5 separate regions of the Mus musculus genome follow, and regions 1, 2, 3 and 4 are each linked to region 5. A link is a contact called in public HiCAR-type and promoter capture Hi-C data. All regions are on one chromosome and are shown on one strand. Each heading gives the region's core, a stretch centred on a gene start, on an enhancer-like site or on the middle of the called end of the contact. The rest is flanking DNA. Distances are from core to core; before and after follow the strand shown.

Region 1 (2,700 bases), core at 198-2,697, 2.1 Mb after region 5:
GCTTTAAGAAGAACCGGTGGTTGCGTTTTCCTTGCTGGTCGAGTTGGATGCAACAATAAATGGAGATCATTGACCAGTATTTGATCATACGTCTACCTTTAGCTGTATGGGACCCGGAAAAGACAATGCTATTCTGAATACCCATCTGTCCAGCTGAACAATCTCTTATCTTATGAAAGGGGAAAACAAGGGCTTAAGATGTAACTCAGGTGAAGAATGCTTGCCTGGTATACTAGAAGCTCTGGGTTCCGTTCCCAGCAATCAGCAACACATGGTGGTGGGCACCTGTAATCCCAGCACTCAGGAGATGAAGGCAAGAGGACTATAAATTCAAGGTCATTCTAAGCTCTATATTGAGTTTGAAGCCAGTCTGGGACACATGAGACACTCTCTCAAGAAACCAAAAAGGGGTTGTGGTGGTGATTAATATTTGGTAACAGCTAGCTTTCGTCATAACATTAAAAAATCATTTATTCATGTCTTTTTCCTTCTAAATGGGCATAGATAGGTAAGAAGTAATATTCATCTAATCCCTAACTCTATGGAGTTCAGTACAGTGCCTGGGCTGTAAACTTTTGAGAAGTATAGAGTTAAGGTTTAAACTAGAGACTGTTATTACAAAGTGGTATCAGACCTTAAATCTCTGTGCTCAATTTTTTTTTTTTTTTTGTTTTTGTTTTTGTTTTTCGAGATAGGGAGCTCTGGCTGTCCTGGAACTCACTCTGTAGACCAGGCTGGCCTGGCCTCGAACTGAGAAATCTGCCTGCCTCTGCCTCCCGAGTGCTGGGATTAAAGGCGTAGCCCACCACGCCAGGCTCTGTGCTCAATCTTATAGACAACAGTTAGCAATCTTTTAGGTGCACTCTCAATGAAAACCTAACACCTCACCCACCATCCCAACCCTTCTAGTTTCTTCTACAAGGGAGGCGTGCTTTCAAAATACAAAAATAGAAGGGAGCTTGTTTTCTATACTTTTTGTTAGCGCAGTTTTCAGAACAGGATGTTGGTGAAGAAAGGTTCAAGCCTATCCTTTCCATTGCCTTCGAGAACAGAGATTGTAAACCAGCCGTTAAAATCAAAGCCTTTGTTCGTAGAGCTGCAGTTACCTCTCCTTTGCTTTCTTTAACCTCTCAGGGCTCCATCCAGAAAATGCAAACAGTTCATACGGTTTTTGTAAAGCTAGATAAAGCCTACTGCCCACGAATATCTAGCACAACCATAAGCTTGTCAAGTTGTCAAACTTTTCTTCCTTTCCTATTTAAACTTTACTTTCTGTGGGCTTTACTGAAGAAACAACATTTTTATTTATCTAGTTCGTCTTTCAAGGATAATTTGCAACTCTACTCCAGTCATTTGAGCAACAGTTCTCCAATTCCCCAGCTGCCACAAAGCGCAGCGCCCTTCACGACAGCGCACGACGAAGCGACCGGAAAGCCTCTGCCTTTCGGGCCAATCGCGCTGCTCCTCGGCGATGACGTATATGTTGCGCAGGCGCAGGGTGGGGAGACCTTGGATAAGTCTTACCAGGCGTTCAGCGGAGGTGAAAACCCCTGGTTGGAGGGACGGGACCGAGGGACGATGCAGAGCTGGAGTCGTGTGTACCGCTCCTTGGCCAAGGTGAGGGCGGCCCGCGAGGGGATGATGCTGGACCACAGGCACTTAGACGCCCGCTGTGGGCCCGGACGCGGCCTGCCGCCGGGAACCGCCGCGGCCCCGCCTCTATGCCGGCTCGGTGCGGCCTCCCGAGGCAGCGGGGAGCGCGAGCCCGGGCTCGGGAGGGCCCTGCTGCGGAATGACTGCCCGCAGCCCCACACGACCCGGACGCTGGTCCAGGGGCCTGGGCCCTCCCCCAGTTTCGGGGAGGAGTAAATGACCCTTGCCACGCGCGGCCTGCCCCTTCCTACCTTTCGCCTCATCCTAATGACCCGGGGGGTGGCCTACTCTCCTACGGCGGGGAAGTAACCTTGAGGCCCGACTGGCCCAGACGTGGTCAGCTCCAACACACCGTCCCGCGAGTTCCTCCTCCAAGGATCTGTTTTCATTCACGTCTCTAAACTAGTGCACCCTGCCATCAGTCAGGCCCTGGGGCTTATAGTTTTAATTGCAGCGGTTTGTCGTCCAAACAACTTTCCCATTTCACCTGCCAATTGACAGCTGCCAAATTGAATGTATGAGGCCTAGTGGCAGGGTAGCAGGATAACTTTAGGGACAATACAGAAATGAGACTCTTCACGGCTGAGCCGTCTGTGTCTTTAAAAGTTAATGTAACACGCAAAATGTCACTGTTTTAGGGAGAAGGTGAGCCGCGTCTCTCAGTACAGACAGTTCTTTGTTCCTCTTTGGTTGGCATATCTTGATCTCAGGTGCAGAAGTTGTCTTCAAGTAAAAAACCTTGCTGCATCAGAGTATATTGTCGCTGCTGTCCATTGCTTACTCGCTGTGATAGGAGCTGGAAGTGTGCTTTCTTTATGTGGCCCTGGCCTTAGGAAATGGTAGTCACACTGCTTAGAGAGTGTGAGATTATGATGCAATTTGTGGGACTTCCAGAATGTGAGGCCACTCCGTTGTTGGTACATTTTCCTAGTCCAGTTGGTGGCTTAAGAACATCTTTATAGATCTTATAAGTGATTACAGACTGTTAAGTAGATTTGTTAGGAAGCAGAATGACAGATGAAATGAATATCATTGAAATACTTAAAT
Region 2 (2,700 bases), core at 173-2,672, 2.1 Mb before region 5:
CTTGTTTACCTGCAAATGCCATGATTTCAGTTTTATTCAGAGTCCCATAAAATGCCATTGTGTAGACGCACTACATTTTATTTATCCATCCATAGGTTGATGTGAATCTAGTCTGGGTCCACTTCTCACTTGTTTTGAATGAAGGGCTATCAGGTATGTGCGCAGGAGAATAGCAGGTCATCTTGTGGATCTGTTTTTAATTTGTTGAGAAACTCTATACAGAGTTCCACAGTGGCTGGACCAGTTTACAACCACCCACAGTGATGCGGGTTCTTCTTCCTCCACAGCCTGGGCACCATTTGTTGTTCTTAGTTTTCTCGCTATCCTTTTCCTTGCTGTTGTGTATCCTCTCTTCTGATCTCTTTCTCAAATCTATAAAACACATCAGACTTCATCTCTATCTCTTCATGTCCAGCATCACCTACCTGACTCCCAAAATTCACTTCTCTGCCTCTATTCTTTGGTGGTTAACAGCGACCTTCCCTCTTCCTTTATCATCTCTGCTGTCTCTTTTCTCTCATCCCCATGGCTGTGCCATTGGTCTTGCAGCTGGTCGATTTCATCAATTTCCCAGCGATTCTCTCTTCCATCTGTTTTGTTCCTGAGTAACAGAATTTCCACCTTTTCCCACAGTGACTTTCCCAAGAAAGATGGAACATCATCTTCCAAATTACGCCTTTAAAAGCTCTCTGTTGTCTGCAGAATGAGACCCAATTTCTTCATTAAATCTTTATGATTTGTTCCTAGATTATCTTTTTTTTTTTTTTTCTTTTTCCTCCCATCAGCTCTACCGTACTACTAACAGAAACTCAGGTCTCTGGTCATAGTCTCAGTACCTACCCTCCAATTTCTCATGCTCTCAGCACTCCTGTGCTTCTTTCCTTCTCATCTTCCTGAAGTCTGATGGAGGAAACGATGTTTTATTGTCTTCTGTAGACATAAAATAAATGTGGGAGGGAAAAGGATTATAAAACTCGTAGCCTTCAAGACAACTAACTTTGCAGGGCATTTTTGAAGTTTTCCCCTTAGAATGCTCTCCAGTCGCAGTTATTTATCTACCAGCTCAATGTAAAATCTTTGTCAAAAATTAGATGACTCAACTCTAGGATGAGCTAAGCTCTTTGCCTGGTAAATCTTGATGTCTGGGTTACAAGGAATTTGCCTAGGCATAATGTGGCCTCACACCCCTTTTGAGGCTGGAAAACAGGTACTGGGCGAACACCACCCCACCCCCAGAACCTCGGACTGCAAGAAGTGTTGGGAGTCACTACGTCCTGCGTCATCACGTGCTGCGAAGAGGGTGGGGCCCTCCTGGGAACCGTGAGGGGCGGGGCCGAGCAGGTGGGGCGGGGCTGGAGCCCGGGGCGGAGCTGCGCGGGGTCGCGGCTGCGGAGGAGCGGGCTCGCGGCGGGCGGCAGCGTGTGTGTGCGCTCCCTTTGACGCTCGGTGCCCCACGCGTGTCCCGGAGAGGCTCAGCCCGGAGCGACCCGGAGGACGAACTGGTGGACGGACTCGGGGGTGGCTGCCAGGCAGGGTTGTGAGCGACGCCGCGGCACAGCGCGGGAGCCGGGAAGCCCTAGAGCACTGCGGCCCCTCCTGACCCTCGGGACCGGGCGCGGCTAGCGTGCGGGTTTCTCCTCCGCGGCCAGCTCGGGCAGCCCGAGTCTCCTCTGTCGCCCGCACCTGCGCGTCGCGGTCGTCCCGCCCTCGGCGGCGGCTCACCTGGGCGCAGCGCGGGCAGGGCGCCGCCTCCGGGACGCAGGTGGAGCGGGCAGGGCGCGGGCACCATGAGCAGCGGCGCCAACATCACCTATGCCAGCCGCAAGCGGCGCAAGCCGGTGCAGAAAACGTGAGTGACGGCGGGCAGGCGCGCTCCGAGGGTGCGGGAGGTCCCCACGCGTGCCGCCATCCAGGAGCTGAGTCTCAACCAATGCGTTAAAAAAAAAAAAATCCTGCTTTCAGGCACCTGCACCTTTACTGCTCAGCGACCTTCCCTGGCTGGTTCGTTGACAGCTCTGACCTACCTAGTGCCGCTCTAGCTTAGTTAGTTAAGCTTGCCTGGAAATCCTCCACTCTAGATCTCCGCTGCCGTGAGCTTTAGGGGACACGGAGGATAAGTAGACAGCTCACTGAGGTGAGATGTTGGGCAGAGCTAAACACGTGTTGTCTTGAAGGAGGGGACCTGTGCCTTTGAAGGAATGTCTTTCTGTTCTTAGCGCCTAGCTTTCTGTTTTGCTCTCTCATTTACTTCCTAGGCAGCAGTTCTGCAGGGCTCGGTGTAGGCGCAGAATTGATAGCAGGTTGGAGTGTGCAGTGGACAGGTGCCCTGGCAGCTTGGTGGCATTCTTAGCCACTCTTTGGTGCAGTTTTCTTCCTCCTTTTGGAGTGCTTTTGGGTCTGTAAAATTTTAAATCATTAAGAAGAGGAAAAAGAACTAGACTGACTTCTAAGTTATTTCTACTCTCTACCTGTAGTTCATTTCCCCTTGCTTTTTTTTTTTTTTTTTTTTTTTTTTTTTTTTTTTTTTTGCCAATTCTGACAGAGATTACAGGCTTTGGTCTTTATTTCCATGGGCTATTTGTATGAGATGGGAGATTTTTTTTCCCCCCTCAGAAAAGAGATTCATGATTGAGACAGGGTTCCATTTAGGAGTTGTCTGTATTGATGCATTCATTCATAATTACCTTGGAGTTTCCACAT
Region 3 (2,753 bases), core at 147-2,646, 2.7 Mb before region 5:
ACGCTGATGTTACCTGCCAGGTAACGGGGATGCGGCCAGGAACTCATTTGGGACATGCACTCAGGGACTGGTGGGGAAACATGGCTTCTAGTTGGCTTCCTTCCTGCAAGCTGCACAGAGGAGGCGTGGCTCGAATCCACAAAGTGGACTGGGAAGCACCAAGGAGCTCAACAAGATCACTTGAGGTCTAACATCGGACCAAGGTCAGTCGTGTCTGTGGGTGCCTGCGCCGACCTGGGCTACAGGAAGCCAGCCACAGAAGGCCTTGATGCAGAAAGCTCAGGGCGGAACATGCAGAGCGAGTTCTGTGCCCTTATAAAGAACCCCTGTTGCTGAAAGCTCCCTCCACCCGCAGCAGGGGCGGGGATCTGCAAGGGATCCAGATCCTTAAGCCTCCGGAAGTCGAAAGGGCCCTTTATACACCCGACTTGGAGCCTAGAACTACCAGGCCACTGCGGTCTTGACTGATTACGGTCAAAACATCCAATGAGCTGGCAAGCATGCATACGCAAAGACAGGCGCCCAGGGCCACGCGTGACTGTCTAAGATGTGTAGTGACAGTCGGTCGATTTCCAAAAAGCTGATTTAGAGGTCTAAGCTCGGCAACCTAGATCTGATGGCCTCAATTTTTCTGCCTCCCATCTCCCCGCCCCTGCAATCGGTCCCCAGACAGAGACAGAAAGGCTTTTTCCGGATTGCAAGTTGCCCAAGGTCCTCCGGGCCTAGGGCGCGCTCCAGGCTCCTCAATGCCCTGAGACCAGGTGTGCAGCACCCGGATACCAACCCTGCACCCGTACCTTTCCCGATCACTTCCAGCAGTTCCTTTTCCTCCTGGGTCAGCTCGCCTTTCTTTATGTGACCCATCGTTCCCGCCAGCTTGACGCTTATTCTATTTCTTTGGAAAGGTTTTTTAAAAAAACAAGAGACGTGTATGCGTCGTGGAAGACCGCCACAGCAAGGCAACTCGAGGCCGGAGCAGCAGCCCAGTGAAGTGGCAGAGTCGCTAGGGTCTCACGGCTGGGGGCTGGCGGGTGCGGCGAGCTTGAGCGAGCCGGGCTGGCGCTCTCCACAAGTCCCGCCCCCGCGCCTCAATGGCCAGGTCGGGAGGAGGAGCTGCAAGAGGCAGCAAGCGACTCCAATTGGAGCAACCTACGAGGTCCAAACCAAAAGGAGACATTTGGAAGGGGATTCAATACATCTTCTAGGTTTCCTATTCCCATGATAACCTATTAAGAAGTACAGGGACACAGGGTTCCTTGGATTCTAAGGATAGAAGTTCTCTGCCTGGTAGTGACTTCTGTGGGCACGTGCGGAGGCATTGGGATGCAGCTAGACGGGCTGCACTGCCCCTAAGAGTGGCGCGGTTCGGGCAAGGGGCGGGGATAGGGCGGGGCCGGGGCAGGAGGCGGAGCTACACCGGGTTCTGTGTGTCTGTGTCAATGTGTCTGTCCTTCACTCCTCCATTGTCTGCCTCAGCCACTGCCGCCGCCACTGCTGCTGCAGGATCCGCCGCAGCCACCAGTCTCGCGCGTCGTCGCTCCCTCCTTGGACAGGTAAGAGGTGATCAGGTGGGGCGGCGGGAGCCTGAGAGTTGAGCGAGCAGTGACCGCCTCCGAGCCAAGGGGTCCCAGCGGGCTGGAGCTGGCGTGGAGGAAGCATGTGCCACCTGGGGCGGTTGCCTTCCTCTTCATAGAGGAGCCCCCGCGCCGCGCCATCATCCATGCACGTACTGTGTATTAGTGCCTCTCGAGCGAGACCTAGACCTCGCTACGTTTGTCCGCCCCAAGAGCTCCGGGGACCGCGGGCCGGCCGTAAGCTGGCCACGCGGTGAAAGTGGCGGGTGCACATGGTCTCGTGCGTGGCGATCCCCGGGGAGGCCCACTGCCGGGAGGTGAGGGGAACACCCCATGACCAGCGACACTGGGAGAGGCTCGGAGAAGGTAAATTTCTTTTTGCAAACCTAGCCCTCCCCAGTACTTGTCTGTCATTTCTTGCCCTCTGTGGAAGCCATGGAACCTGGACCTGTGGTGTTCGCTAAGGATATTTAGAAGCGACTTACAACTGCTCTGATACTTTGTTGGGGTGTGGGGGTCTTTTTTGCTCTGAGAGAGCTGCCTGTCTTTATAACTCAGGTTTGGGGATTTATGGAACTAGGGAGGGTAGGCTGGAGAGGGCGGGGATTAAATTGGTGTTGCTGTCTATATATAGCCTTAGATTAGTTTCTTAATCCAGCCTTCATTCAACTGTGGTGTGGCTCCTGGAGCGTCCACCGTAGGTAGATAAGAGGTGAATATCGTGTGTACCTTTCTGTGCCTCCGATGCAAGGTACGCTTAAGAAAATATTCAATCATTCCTCCAAGATGCTTATCTGTAGCGTTCTACAGCGTCAATCACTGCTTCTTCGGAAATGACTGTTTAGTTTTGCTGTTGTTTCTCAACAGACTGGTATTGATGTTTCCGTTAAAACACAATTGTGCTAGGGAGAAATACTTGAATAATCATGTAGGTGGTTTTTATTAAGTAGCCCCAGGATCGCTCTTTCATTCCACGGTGCCAAGAATGATGTGAAATGCCTTTTCCTGTGGCCCCTCTACCTCGTTTTGCTCAAAGCGCGTACTAGCACTTCAGAGACCCACAGATGACGTTCCCTATCTCTTATCTTTAACCAAAATCTTTTCTAAACTCCCGCTGCCCATCCCCCAACAGCCACCGACAGACATGAGCTTCAGCTTGGGGAGGGAGGAGCAGATAGA
Region 4 (2,708 bases), core at 152-2,651, 2.6 Mb before region 5:
AATCCATGAGTGTTTATTTGCATGGTGAGTTCTAAAGGAAGTACAAATAGGCTGGAGTATTTGAAGAGAAGGTATTTAATTAACTTGTTTAAGTCAATGATTTTTATGTTTGTTTTTTTTGGGTTTTTTTTTTGTTTTGTTTTGTTTTTGTTTTTTGACATACATTCACCTAACCGTGAGAAGTTTTAGGCTCAAAATGTACAGTAAATTTGAAAATCGCTTTTTAAAAGATCTATTTTACTATTTTACGAGTGTTTTGCCTGCATGTGTGTACCATGTGCATGCTTGATGCCCACTAAGGTCAGAGGAGGGCACTGGATCCCCAGGACTGGAGAGACAGGTGTTGTGAGTGCCATTTGGGTGTTGGGGTCCTCTGTAAAAGCAATAAGTGCCATAACAGCTGAGCCAACTCTTAAGGCCCTTAAAAATCTCTTTATAAAACCTATTGGTAGAATTTCTTTTGATAGAAAATACCAAATAGAAAATACCAAGCCTTTACTGCCGCTTAACAGTTGGAACCCAGTAGTGAGTGCCTTAAAACCATCAGGCGCACTGGTGCATCTGATAGGACACTTTATTCTATGCAAGGGGGTCTGTCAAATAGTGCATGATATACTTCTAATAATCTAGTTAGAGGTTAGGAATCAGGATGAAGATGCAGCAAACAAAAGTGATGATAAATTAATTGAATCTGTTATCGAAAGGCTTCCTAGCTTGTATTTATGCAAAAATAGGCCCCTAAAACCCAGGATCCCACTACAAGAATAAAGACTCCTGATTTATTTTGCACATATGTATTCATAAGGTTTATTAGTATTTCAAAAATCCCTGTAGATTAAGTCCTCTTGATCTGAAATCTGTCACAATTACAGGTTACCTTTCTTACCTATGTCGAGAGAAATTAGTTTTTATTTGCTCTTTTTAGTCTTTCACTGATGTTTTTCCTTTCATTGCCCCCTTCCCTGTTCTCTGTAAATCTTTCATTCTTGTCGTCTTTCTTTCATTCAAACGAGGCCAGGTGCTTCGATTTGTTTTATCATCTCATTCAAAATGGTGCCACGTCACCCACAGGGCAAGAATGGAGAGAGGTGCTGTCATTTCTCCTGCCAGCGTGGAGCCCCGCCCTCTGCTGTTCACCTGGGAGGGGGGAAATTATACAGAGGCCACAGTCTCGTGAGCCAGAGGCCGGCTCCCTCCAGACAGTCTCGGGGCCCCCTCCTCCTCCTCCTCCTTCTCCTCCGCTGAGCTGCCCCGCCTCTCCCGGACCCCAGAGCGCATTGATTTGCATATCTCTACCTTTGTTCCCTAGCAGTGGCCAATCAGAGTGCAGGGCGAGACGAGGCGGCGGGGCGGGGCGCGCGATCGGCGGATCCGCTGCGGCCGCAGGTTGCAGAGCGGGTGGGAGCCGCTGCGGGCGCGGCACTGCAGCCCTGATCCTGAACCCCGAACCCGAGCCCCGAGCCTAGCCCGGGCCACAGGCTCAGGAGGCCAGGATCCAGAAGCTACTCGCCCAGCCCGGCGGAAGACGCCTCGACCCGCAGGCACCCGCTAGCCCACGCGCCACGATGGTGTGCGGGGGCTTCTCGTGCTCCAAGAACTGCCTGTGCGCGCTCAACCTGCTGTATACCGTGAGTAGCCCGCGCCCGGTGGCACCTGCGGGGGCCGTCGGCCTCCTCCCCGCCTGAGTATTCGCCTGCGCCCCATCCCGCGCCCCTTGCGGGCTTCCCACGCCCCAGTTTCGCCTGCAGCCCCCGCCCGGGACCCCGAGCCTGCTTGTCGCAGTCTCCGCCCGTCCTTCATTGTGGCGCTCGCCCCTCGCCCTGCTCTCTGCAGCCCTTCACTTTCGCGTTCCTTCCCACTCTCCCCATTCTTTCATCCATCCCCAGGTTTCCATCTCAATCCCTCTAGCCGCACGCTTTCGGCTGGCCATCCCATCTGGAGGTTCGGAGGCTGGAGAGCAGCCCGGGCTTAGGGGACAGGTTTGCGGGATAGTGGGGCCTGGGATGGACCAGGCGGCCTGTGGATGGCGCGCTTCTGGCACAGCTCTAAAAGCTGCCTTTTGAATGGAGGCCATAGAGCAGGTTCACAGGATATCCGTGGCTTCCGAAGTTTGTTTCGTGCTTACATAAAGTCTCTTTGTTGATGTTTCTGCCCGTGAGGTATTCGCCTGATGCTTTTCCCATGCCATCTTCCTTCCCCTTTATCAATATTCTAGCTCCATTTTTGGCGAAGTCCTTCAGTATATAGTCCTCCACCCAAGTCGTTTTTATTTTTTTATTTATTTTTTCCTCCCTACGTATCAGCATATGCCTTCCAGCTTTAACATGGAAAACTCAGTTTGATTTTTTTTTTTTTTGAGGCATAATTGTGGCTGGACAGCAGGAAGTTGAGGTGATGTTTATTGAAAACCTTCACCACCCCAGCCTTTTCATTTGTCAATTTGTTATCTATCTGTGGCAAGCGCAGTTGTCTAAATTTTATAACGGTAAAGACCAAAAAAGGCTTTACTAAGTTTTCATAACTGGTAGTTGGAGAGTCTGGACTGGAACCAAGCTGTGGAATCTAGACCTTTCCACAAGCTGCCTCTCCTGCGTGGAAGAAACTTCCTTTCGGTCATCTCATTCCATCGGAGACTTGTTCTCTTCTATAAATACATCTGGTGCTTGCAGCACCCACCCTGAAAACAAACCCAGTTTCCCTGCATTAGC
Region 5 (2,700 bases), core at 199-2,698:
ATAAACTATACAGGATAAATGGTACAAATAATACAGGACAATTAATATGACAATACAATTCCCAATATTTTCAATGTTTTATTGACTTTTTATTACTCTTAACTAATACTCAAGTAATACTGAAACCTAATTTGCATTGGAAAAAATAGGCTTCTTTTAGCATACCTTTAGCACAGTAACAAGGAGAGGTGTCCAGCTCAATTAAACAGTGTATTCTATTCTACATGGCTGCATTATCCAATTCTGTTACAGAAATGATCCGATTCTCGTCTGTAGTGTGGCTCCTATTATGCATCTTTAAATAACTTTTCCCCAATGAATGAAAAGCTGGTTAGACTACTTAACATAACTATGTTTCCATGCTTAGTGACCACCTTGGATGGTTAATGGGGCTGACTGCCAAAGTCCTCGAGAGTGGTAACTGCTTTGGATAATTTGCCCCAAAACAATCCCTGCAATTTCTGAAGTGTCATTGAATTACTAAAGACATCGATGTCATCTCAGGTATCTCTGAACCTTGCCCCCATTCCCGCCAAATTAGTTGTGAAGTGTTATGGCATATCATTTCCCATTGAAATTCTGAGATTTTCTTTTTCAAGGTATTCTTACTAGTGCTTAATATAAATGCACTGGTGTGTGTGTGTGTGTGTGTGTGTGTGTGTGTGTGTGTGTGAACTTTCTATTCCTACAAAAAATTAGGCTCGTCGTTCATCCCCAATTAGCGCCCCCCGGGGGGACGGGGAACAATGAAATTACAAACAAACCTGCCTATGTTTTGCAATGAACCGGCTTCCACATTAGGAGAATAATACTGACAGCAAATTTTCATTATTAGGTGAGAACACACCCGGAAGTGATTAAACGAAACGTTTAATACCCAAAGCTCAGCCTGGTGGGTTTCTAGACACCGGGCACCTCTAGTCTCCACACGGGGAGTGCTTTTAGCACTGCAGCAGCCGCCACTCACACCACACCAGCCAGTTTCATCCCCAGGAACCGGGCCACTGCATCCAGGCCAGCGGCGCCGAAGGCGACGGTAGACGCCGGGGCTAAGGTTCACGAAGCTCGTGCGACTTTACTTCCGCGGCGCCGTGGGGTTACGGAGCTGAGGGCCCGTTGGCCAGCAGAGACGGGGCTCCCGGGAGGACGCGGCGACATCTTACCTCTCGGAGTAGCGCAGGAGCTCGGCGTCCAGCTGCTCGCGGATGCCCGTGCGCTTCCTGCTCAGGTAGCGGGGCGACAGGGCGATGTGCCTGCGGTGCGGGGCAGCCACCAAGCACGAATAGCGGCTGCCCACCAGCGCGCACGCCGCCGCGTAGCTCGGCAACTCCAGGCAAGGCAGGACCCCGGCCTGACCCGCCACGGGCCTCTCGGAGGCCGCCTGGGACCGCTGAGACTCCACAGATCCCGCAGCCATGAGGCTTGGCTGGGTGCTTCGGGGCGCGCACGGATGACGCAAGCATTCCTCCCGCCTCACCTCTGAGTGTTGATGATGGCTGACATCATCAAAAGGCGACCGACCGCGGCCTGGGGATTTTTAATCTTCTAAAGCTGCATTATAGAGGTTTGACCAGCAGAGGGCTGCTGCTCTTTCCCGAGTCCAGATAAACCTCTGAGGCCGTGTACCTATAGAGCATGTGTGATATCCAGAGGCGGTTCTCTGATATCTATAGGCAGATGTTCATCACTTCAAAGTATGCTCAGTTATGGAGCGAAGCTTGAATTTATTGAATTTATTGATCTGGGCACCTAAGTATAAAAAGGCAGAGGCCCAAAATAGCTTGTTTTGTTTTGTTTTGTTTTTTAAGCTCCCAGTTTCTTTCAATACTGGGTCAAGGCCTAGTGAATTAATGGTTTGAGCTTTTGTTTTGTTTTGTTTTGTTTTGTTTTAATTCTTTTGGTTTTCTGTTTTTGTTTTGTTTTTAGACAGTATCTCTCCATGTAGCCTTGGGTGACTTGAAACTCGCTATGTAGACCAAGCTGGTTTGGTTCTAACATTTAGATATTTGCCTGCCTCTGCCACAAGAGAGCTGGGATAAAAAGCACGAGCCACTACTCCCAACTGAGTATTGTCTTTATTGGATTCAGCATGGCTATTGATAGGAGTGCCCGGTTCCAGCTGCAATGAGGCCTGATACATTGTTATGCGCCTGAGCTGTTCAATAAGGAATCAGAAACATTCGTGGAGATTTTCACTGCTGAACCCAATCATACACCGCAGCAGGCCACAAATTGCAAAGGCAACATCTGAACTGCTAACACCATACCTCTCCAATCTAGGGTCCCTCTGCCTTCTGCTATATCACAGTGAGAGTGTTGTGACATGTTTTTCAAATGGCTAAGCCCAGCTACCAGCTTTGACCTTCTTTTGTATACCCAGACATCAACCATATCAGCACAAGGGTTTGTATTGCCCAAGGGATAAAAAAGAAACCTTCATTTGGACCGTGATGTCCTAACAACCCAAACTGTTCCTCTAGCTCTTACAACCCTCCACCTTCTTCAACTATGATCTCTAAGCCTTGGGTGCAGGAACTGTGCACATCTTGGGCTGCAAAATGTTGGTTTAAAAAGCCCAGCTTCATAAAAAACTACCTACCTTGGCTACCTGATGAAGGGAAGCAAGAGGAGCCCACCGCAGAATAGCATTGTTACCATCCTTCAGATTCCAATGCCAAAGACTAAGACAGCTGTATATTG

Evidence for each region. Promoter capture Hi-C pulls out the DNA fragments that hold promoters and counts their contacts. HiCAR-type assays count read pairs that join an accessible place to other places.
Region 1: a promoter capture Hi-C map of pre-B cells shows a contact between it and region 5, with 6 times the contacts expected there. The contact joins the promoter of Dld here to the promoter of Twistnb in region 5. A contact is called at or near these places in 5 of 39 promoter capture datasets (hematopoietic stem and progenitor cells, hippocampal neurons, liver and 1 more) and 1 of 9 other capture datasets (liver).
Region 2: a promoter capture Hi-C map of liver shows a contact between it and region 5, with 10 times the contacts expected there. The contact joins the promoter of Ahr here to the promoter of Twistnb in region 5. A contact is called at or near these places in 5 of 39 promoter capture datasets (embryonic stem cells, hippocampal neurons, liver and 1 more) and 1 of 115 datasets of contacts at active chromatin or transcription factors (embryonic stem cells).
Region 3: a HiCAR-type map of astrocytes shows a contact between it and region 5, with 4 times the contacts expected there. The contact joins the promoter of Bzw2 here to the promoter of Twistnb in region 5. A contact is called at or near these places in 3 of 39 promoter capture datasets (liver and pre-B cells), 3 of 115 datasets of contacts at active chromatin or transcription factors (astrocytes, embryonic stem cells and pro-B cells) and 2 of 9 other capture datasets (adipose tissue and liver).
Region 4: a contact with region 5 is called in a promoter capture Hi-C map of pre-B cells, with 3 times the contacts expected there. The contact joins the promoter of Tspan13 here to the promoter of Twistnb in region 5. A contact is called at or near these places in 5 of 39 promoter capture datasets (embryonic stem cells, hippocampal neurons, liver and 1 more), 2 of 115 datasets of contacts at active chromatin or transcription factors (astrocytes and large pre-B cells) and 1 of 9 other capture datasets (liver).

What each region holds. Positions count from the first base shown.
Region 1 is chr12:31,350,218-31,352,917 of GRCm38.p6, reverse strand. It overlaps Dld (dihydrolipoamide dehydrogenase), which reads left to right and starts at 1,447. Exons shown (of 14, transcript NM_007861.5): 1 at 1,447-1,617. The coding sequence starts at 1,579.
Region 2 is chr12:35,533,711-35,536,410 of GRCm38.p6, reverse strand. It overlaps Ahr (aryl-hydrocarbon receptor), which reads left to right and starts at 1,422. Exons shown (of 11, transcript NM_013464.4): 1 at 1,422-1,849. The coding sequence starts at 1,788.
Region 3 is chr12:36,155,468-36,158,220 of GRCm38.p6, reverse strand. Bzw2 (basic leucine zipper and W2 domains 2) reads left to right here and starts at 1,396. Exons shown (of 12, transcript NM_025840.3): 1 at 1,396-1,553. Ankmy2 (ankyrin repeat and MYND domain containing 2) reads right to left here and starts at 1,097. Exons shown (of 10, transcript NM_146033.3): 1 at 798-1,097. The coding sequence starts at 864.
Region 4 is chr12:36,041,171-36,043,878 of GRCm38.p6, reverse strand. It overlaps Tspan13 (tetraspanin 13), which reads left to right and starts at 1,401. Exons shown (of 6, transcript NM_025359.3): 1 at 1,401-1,628. The coding sequence starts at 1,566.
Region 5 is chr12:33,428,372-33,431,071 of GRCm38.p6, reverse strand. It overlaps Twistnb (twist basic helix-loop-helix transcription factor 1 neighbor), which reads right to left and starts at 1,448. Exons shown (of 4, transcript NM_172253.2): 1 at 1,164-1,448. The coding sequence starts at 1,417.